Linked DNA regions of Rattus norvegicus: region 2 is linked to region 1. Evidence: chromatin contacts called from public Hi-C data. All regions are on one chromosome and are shown on one strand. The core of a region is the stretch at or near the end of the contact, and the rest is flanking DNA. Distances in the headings are between cores, read along the strand shown.

Region 1 (3,775 bases), core at 748-3,247:
GCCTGGCTTGAGCTTCTGAGATATCAAACCCCAATCCCCAGTGAGACACTTCCTCCAACAAGGCCACACCTACTCCAACAAGGACACAACTTCTAATAGTGTCACTCTCTGTTGACCAAGCATTCAAACACATGAGTTATGGGAGCCAGTCCTATTCAAACCACCACACGGAGGAAAGGACTTGTTTGGCTTACACTTCCCCATTGCTGTTTATTACCAGAGGGAATTAAGCTGGGATCTCAAGCAGGGTAGGAACCTGGAGGCAGGAGCTGAAAAGGAGACCATGGAGGAGTGCTGGTTACTGGCTTGCTCCTCAAGGCTTGCTCAGCCTGCTTTCTTACAGAAACCACAATAGGCTGGGCCCTACCCATCAATCACTAATTAAGAAACATGTCCTCGGGCTTACCTACAACCTGATCTTAGGGAGACATTTTCCTAATTGACGAGAAGAGGTTCTCGGATGTCTCTAGTTTCTGTCCAGTTGACAGTTGAAAAAAAAAATCAAATCAAAACAAAACAAAAAACCCAGCCAGTACATCTTTGGTTTGCATTTCTTCTCAAGCTTTCTCTTCGATATAAAAGTAGAAAAGACTTTTCTTTTATGTTTGTCAGACTACAGGATGTGCCACAAACGGGGTGCAGGACCCATAGTTCCTTCTTTGGCTTAAGGGTAGGGTCTCCGACATTCAGTCTCAGCTACCTGTAGTTTCTCTCTCTGGAAAACATCAGTGATGTTTGTAACAGAAGGGTGGAGGGTGTTAGAGAGGAGAAATAACTCCCCCTTCAAACTTAGAGGCCACCAGCCAGTCAGTCTACAGAAGGAGCTGAAGACTCACCCTCCATTCAACTCATATCCATCAAGATTGGGCTTTAAGGACCGCGTATATATATATGTGTGTGTGTGTGTGTGTGTGTGTGTGTGTGTGTGTGTGTGTGTGTGTGTGTGTGTGTGTGTGTGTGTGTAGTCTCCAGGGTTTAGTTAATATGAAGCTATTGGTTGGTTAAACTGAAGCTATTCAGAAAAAGGCTCATTCCCCTTTAACTTATGAATGCTTAGTGCGTGCTGTCCTTGAGCCAGGTGCTGAGATTAAAGCCATGAGCAAACACTGGAGATAATTATACTGAGCATGGTGGCCCAGGTAGCCCAGACATCGTGGGCTCACTTCCTGGCCCCTGAAATGGGGATAATACTCACCTTACAGGGCTGATGTGAGAACGTGAGGACAGAAATGACAGGACAATTTGAAGAACTGTTCCAGGTGAATGTTTGCAAGATGATTAAAACAAAACCCAATCACAACTCAAGCAAACAACCAATAAAATAAAAGCCCTGTAAGTTATTCCTGGAAGCGTGTGGGAATGTGTTCCTCAACAGAAGTAGTTTAGACAGAATGGTATGGGGACAATTAAAAGTTTTTCATCAATTATCCTTAATTTTCAAACAACCAAACATGACTTTGAACGTGGCATTCCTTCCTAGACCACTAACCCAGGTTAATTAACTAGCTAAAGACTCCAGTAGAGAAAAAAAAAACCATCCCGCCACTCTGAAACTGCCGGCCTTGGGAGTTTCAGACTCACCCTCTTGGGCTTCCTGCCCTAATTTCCCTGCCTTCCTCTTCCACGTCCGTCTCGTCCCAGGACCCTGGAGAAGGAGCAACCCGCCCCAGCCCGAGGCTCCCGCGCAGTCGCCACATCTCTGGGCAGGGTTAGCCCGCCCAACAGAGGAGGCGGAGAGTGTCAGCAGTGGGCGGGGCCACGGCTTAGGCGCGCATCAGACGCCGACCCAAGGGTTTTGAGGGGAAGGGGGAGTGACAGGAGAGGCGCGGCCTGGACTCCCGGGCAGGGTTGTGCGTGCGGAGGCGGGTCCAGGCTTTAGGGGACTCGGGTGCGGCGAGCAGGGGCGGGGCTTCCGCGCGGTGGGCGGGTCCTTGGCGGGGCCAGGCTGAGCGAGTAGGGGCTTCTCGGGGCCGAGCTTTTGCGCTCAATCGGCCGGACAGCCCTCGAGCTTCACCCTCTACCTGGGCTCGGGACGTCGAAGCCAGGGCGAGAAGGACAGAGGGACTCGGCGATGGCTCCGTGGGGACTCCTGGGGTCTGCTGTGCTTGCTGGTTCGGTGTTCGTGGGAGGCGCTGTGAGTTCGCCGCTGGTAGCCCCGGGTGAGTGCTTGGTCCGGGTCGGGATGCCTACTGAGTTGGGTCTGCGTACGGAAGGGAGCCAGGGGGTGGACTGGTCCGGACCGGTCGAGCCCACTGCCCCGCCGCGCCCTGAGTTGCGCACGCCCTGCTCTGCTACCGGATCAGGCTCTGAACATCTGGGTGTCCCGGGGTGGCCCGGGCCGGGTGCGGCGCGCAGCACTGCTCGAGTGCCTCCCCACCCGCCTGCCGGGATCCCGCCTTCCCTTCCCGTCACTTCTAAGAACGGCGGGATGTTGCTTTCCTGGGGTGCCTTCTCCCCAGCCGTGGACCCCTTTCTACTGTCCTGGTCCTCAAAGGCCTCACCGGCCGAAGATCTTTGACACCCGGGACCGGGTTCTGCCTTACAGCCTCTTTTCTCGCTTTATTTTCTTCTTTCCATTATATTAAAGCCTTGAACGTACCAGTCTTTGCAGGTGGTTATGGATTCCTTTAGTAAGTCGGGGTTTTCTCACTTCTCCCCATATATGCTGGTTAAATTAGGCCGGGAAAGAGGAAAGGACATCTATAATGTATACTGCTTTTTCTTTGTATCAAATCGCCCGTCATCACAAAAGGAAACTCTGGTCCGGGTGGAAGCCACCAGCCAAGACGCTGAGTGTTGTCTTCAACTAAGCCATCAGCGGGAGCTTCTAACTGAAATCTGAGAGGTCTACCTTTTACTTAAGGAAGCCTTTGCCTGGTGCTCCTGTTTTTATAAGACACACACCAGGGATTCTTAATAATTGTTTCCCCCTCTTAATTGCCACCTCACTGAAGTACGTTAAAAAAAAGTTAAGCCTTCCTGGCCATTTGGGGTTACCACAGGCTGATTCTTACGTCAGCAGGCTCTGCCAAGCTTGCCTTCAGGGGTGGCTCCTCTTCAGGCTCAAATAATAAGCAGCTGGGAAGCTTCCAACAGCGACTGCCTTCCTCTATAAAGTAAACGTCCTGCTCTTCTTTTCTGAGAACGTTCTAGTCACTTAGAGCTTTGAAACTGGCTTATCATTTGGCCTTAACTTTTCTTAGGAACCAGAACATGCTAGCAAGGATAGATAGAAAATGTGTCTCCTGAGTATTTATTAGCAGATCCACATTTCCTTCAGCCATCTACCTAGGGGAAAGGGAAGCTAGTGACAAGTTTTATTGGATGGGAGATGTTCCTGTGTGTTCTGTGTTTCTTTGCTGGGACTTGTCAGTACAAAATAGGTTCAAAGTAGATTGAGGGGTGCAGGTATTGGGGTATCACTTGTTGCAGAGTTTGGAAATTAAAAAAAAAAATGCTTAACCTGGGATCCAGATTGTTACAGTTTAGTAAGTGAGGCATGTAATCAGCCATCAGGAGAAATCCACTCCTAGAGTAGCTGTATGTTTTGCTGGGTTTCTGAACAACATCCGAGTCTGCAGTGTGACTGAAGAAAGTCCTACCTAGCCATGCTATTAGTAACCTTTTTGGGGTGAGAGTTAATGCTTAAAAAGAATGAAGTATGGAGGATGGCAAGGATAGAAGTTCAGATTTGCTAGCAGGCTTTGAGGCCTGTATCAAGAGCTTGGAACGGTGGACATCAATCTCTTGGGACTTGAAGCCCAGAAGTAGGAAG
Region 2 (3,419 bases), core at 35-2,534, 63 kb after region 1:
TATGTGGGGACTCTCTGGGACAACCAGGTCTCCCCCCAACACACACTTAAGCATTACAACACATAGCAACAGACCGCGCACCTCAACACCCCAGTCTCAGGACCAACTACTTCTCTAAGGGGTCCTAAGTAATTTTACTGGAGAATGGTATTTTTGGAATGAGGACACAGGCTGTGCTCATTGATATTGGGCGTGGCAGCCTCTGCCCTCTGTAGAGTAACCCATATCTAAGTGCACATGTTTGTGTTTCTGTGTGTTGAGTCCAAGCCCATATGATACCTCTGGCTCCGTACTTGCTCCATGGCATTCATTTTAACCTTATGTTATTTTCAACTTGAAGGAAATGCCACTCATTATATAATGACTTTTTGTTCCATGCAGGCATACATACACTTGGAAACTACCCCAGGAGAGCCGCCTGTACTAACAGAACATGTACTACACTCAACTCTTTTTGCTTCTGGGCTCTGGGTGTCTACAAAACTGGTTACTTGGGTCACACTTTGGAGTGTGTGCAGATATTAGTGCCACATAAGTCGAAGAAATGGAAAAGCTGACATAAGTTTTACCCCATGAAAAGTAGAAACCTGGAATGTGTGCACTAGGGAAGATCCTGGAAATTCCCTGGATTCCTCACTTCATAGCCAAAAGGGGTTACTTGGGGTGGCATGCTTTGTTTTGACTCAGACTTTCGGGGTATGCATGTGATGCAGATTAGGGGTGCCAGGACCTCATTTAGCTTTCATGTTTGTCAGTGTTGGGAATGTGGCAAACCATGGCCAGTCTGGCTGCCCTGGTCTCTGGTTTCAGGGGTGGAGAACTGTTCATGGTTTTGCATACTACTGCATTTCCTTCTCAAGTCTATCTTGCTGGCCATCCTTGTGCTTACACTTCAGATTCTCACAACTTGGAGCCAAGTGTTTGCCTCTGAGCAGCCACCATATACTGAGATAGCACTTTGTCTCCCTCTTCTGGTTGGATTAGAAACTGCAGGGGATGGTCAGGCCATTTGTTGATGCAGTAATACTTGTCAGGCATTGGTGTGCAGAGACCCCATGATGTGTTGGCAGAACGAATAAATCTTTAAAAACTAAAGGATATCACTAGCTAGCTAATGTGAGTAAAAGAATAAGTTTGGGTTTTTTTTTCCTGATCTCCCCTGACCCCATCCGGTCGGTCTATCTTGTTTTTTCCCGTCAAATACTTCCTTACTGTATGAGTCACCTGTCCTGGTGAACTCAGGTGAAGGCAGGAATGACTGTTGAACTGTGGAGGAAACCGCAGGCCCTAAATGCTGTCATAGAAAGGGTGTGACTAAGCAGTTGGGACTCAGAGATAGCGTGACCTCCCATACAGAGTTGAGCCTTAGCTCTGTCATTTGTGTTGTATGTTGGGAGCCAGGCTCTTGGCTTCTTCGAGGTTTAGCATTTTCCTGAGCCACTGTTCGAGCTTTACTTGTTTGTTTACTTTTGTATGTGAATGTGTGGTGTGGTGTGTGTGTGTGTATGAGTGAGAAAGAGAGAGAGAGAGAGAGAGAGAGAGAGAGAGAGAGAGAGAGAGAGAGAGAACTGTGTGTGGCCCATGCATGTGTATGCCTGTGTTAATACTGAGAGTCTTAAATTTCTCCCTACTTTATTGGGGTCTCTTACTAAACCAGACATCACTGATTTCATTAGCCTAGCTATCCAGCTTGCTGTAGGGATCCCCCTGTGTGTTTTTAAGGAGTAGAAAATGCATGCAAAAACATGATGCCCGTCATAGTTGCCCATAAATTCCCAGAGGGCACCGCCATTTTAGTGGCTACTGGTGCCACTATTTTGTATGGCTATAAATAAAATAACCTGGGGTTGAATAGTTTAGAAGGATAAAAGGCTTAATTGGTCCCAAATGTGGGAGGTTAAGCTTAGCATCCACATTTAATGAAGCTCTTAATGGTCCCTGTACCACGCCAGGTGCACCATCACTGTAGTGGGAGGGTTTGTGAGACGAGCAGAGGAAGATTGGAGAAGAGGAAAAACTCCAGGGTGACCAGCTATCAGGGTAGCCAATGCAACCCCACAAGACACAATTCACTCCTTTATTCTGTCTCCAGATCTGATACTGTTACTTGAGAAATAAACAGGCTGTTGATGAGGGTGGAGCCTCCATAACCTGATGATCTCTTAAGGTCTCACCAGCCCTCAACCTGGTTACATGTCAATTAAGGAACAGTAAAAGATTCATCTTAACAAGCTACTCACTTCAGGGGCAATGTGACCTAAAAGTGTAAGTGGGCATGAGCCTCTGAGTGGGATAAATGTTCAAGAGAAGTGCCTCTGGGTTGTATTTTTAATGTTGGGTGATAACTGATGATGTGGGTGGGAAAGGGTTTGTCACTTTAGAGATGAATGTTGTCAGAAGTGGTTCGGAGCGCTTTCGTGTGTAGCAGCTAAGATTTAGTTACTAAGAAGATGTTGAATGTGACGTGTGAAAGTGAGCCAGTCACCTTAGCCAAGTGACCAGAAGACAGCTAATAGTGATGATTTACCAAGAGGTGGGCAGGCGAGAAGCACTTTGTGCCTCAGTGTGGTCTCGTGATACATGGGGAAGCCTGGCCATTGCCTCCGCTTTACACATGATGTGACTGGAGAGATGGATCTCAGTCTGCACCGGCAGGATTTGCTCACAGACACAACTGATGGAGAGGATTGCAGTCAATAGTTCAATCAATAGCCATCTATCCCAGCAAATGATTTTGAAGTAGTCTGTATATAGTTATTTCATCTTGCTACAAATAAGTCATAAATAAATAATTGATAGTTTAAATATGACATCCATTTTTGCTAGATTGTCACCTGGCTTATGGCTGATGTCATGAAAATCTTTATGAGTCTGGGACTCATGGATTTGCAAATTCATAGTTTAAACCTTTGGTTGCTCTTCAGTCATCAACGTTTTAGGCAGGGAGAGCATCTCAACTGGCCCCAGACCATACATCAACTCTCATGAACTTAAGAAATCCTCCTTGCATATATGTCTGAGGACTACGTTTATCCTTTTCTTTAGCTTTAGGAATATTATATTCTGATTATAACCTGGAGATCAAATGTATTTTTCTGGAGTTTTCTCTTTCCTCATCATCGCTCTTTTTTTGAGAAAGGATGTCATCTAAGCTCAGGCTGGCCCTAAACTAGCTATGTTGTTGGGGATGACCTTGAATTTTTAAATATTTATTTTTAAATTATTTGCATGTGTGTGCATCTGCATGTGATTATGTGCATGTGAGTGCTTTCTCCTATGGAGGCATCAGATCCCTTGGACCAGAACTTAGAGCTGTGAGCTGCGCTGATGTGTGTGCTGAGACCTGTGGAAGACCAGTGCACATTTTAACCACTAAGCCACCTCTACAGACCTGAGCTTGAAGTTTGGATCTTTCCTGC

The links. Hi-C and Micro-C count contacts between places; a contact is called where the count stands out from the background.
Region 2: a Hi-C map of Schwann cells shows a contact between it and region 1, with 6 times the contacts expected there. The contact joins the enhancer-like site here to the promoter of Rell1 in region 1. A contact is called at or near these places in 5 of 12 Hi-C or Micro-C datasets (the A7r5 cell line, Schwann cells, kidney and 2 more).

What each region holds. Positions count from the first base shown.
Region 1 is chr14:44,670,299-44,674,073 of GRCr8, forward strand. It overlaps Rell1 (RELT-like 1), which reads left to right and starts at 1,998. Exons shown (of 7, transcript NM_001113776.1): 1 at 1,998-2,159. The coding sequence starts at 2,072. LOC100911506 (a long non-coding RNA gene) reads right to left here and starts at 1,908. Exons shown (of 2, transcript XR_146284.6): 1 at 1,582-1,908.
Region 2 is chr14:44,733,602-44,737,020 of GRCr8, forward strand. No RefSeq gene overlaps it. Among named protein-coding and RNA genes, the nearest start is that of Rell1, 63 kb to the left of the region's middle. Within about 2 kb of position 1,285, at least 11 of the 93 cell types and tissues checked have an H3K27ac peak or open chromatin away from gene starts, as enhancers often do. A contact at or near this core is called in the A7r5 cell line, where this site is marked.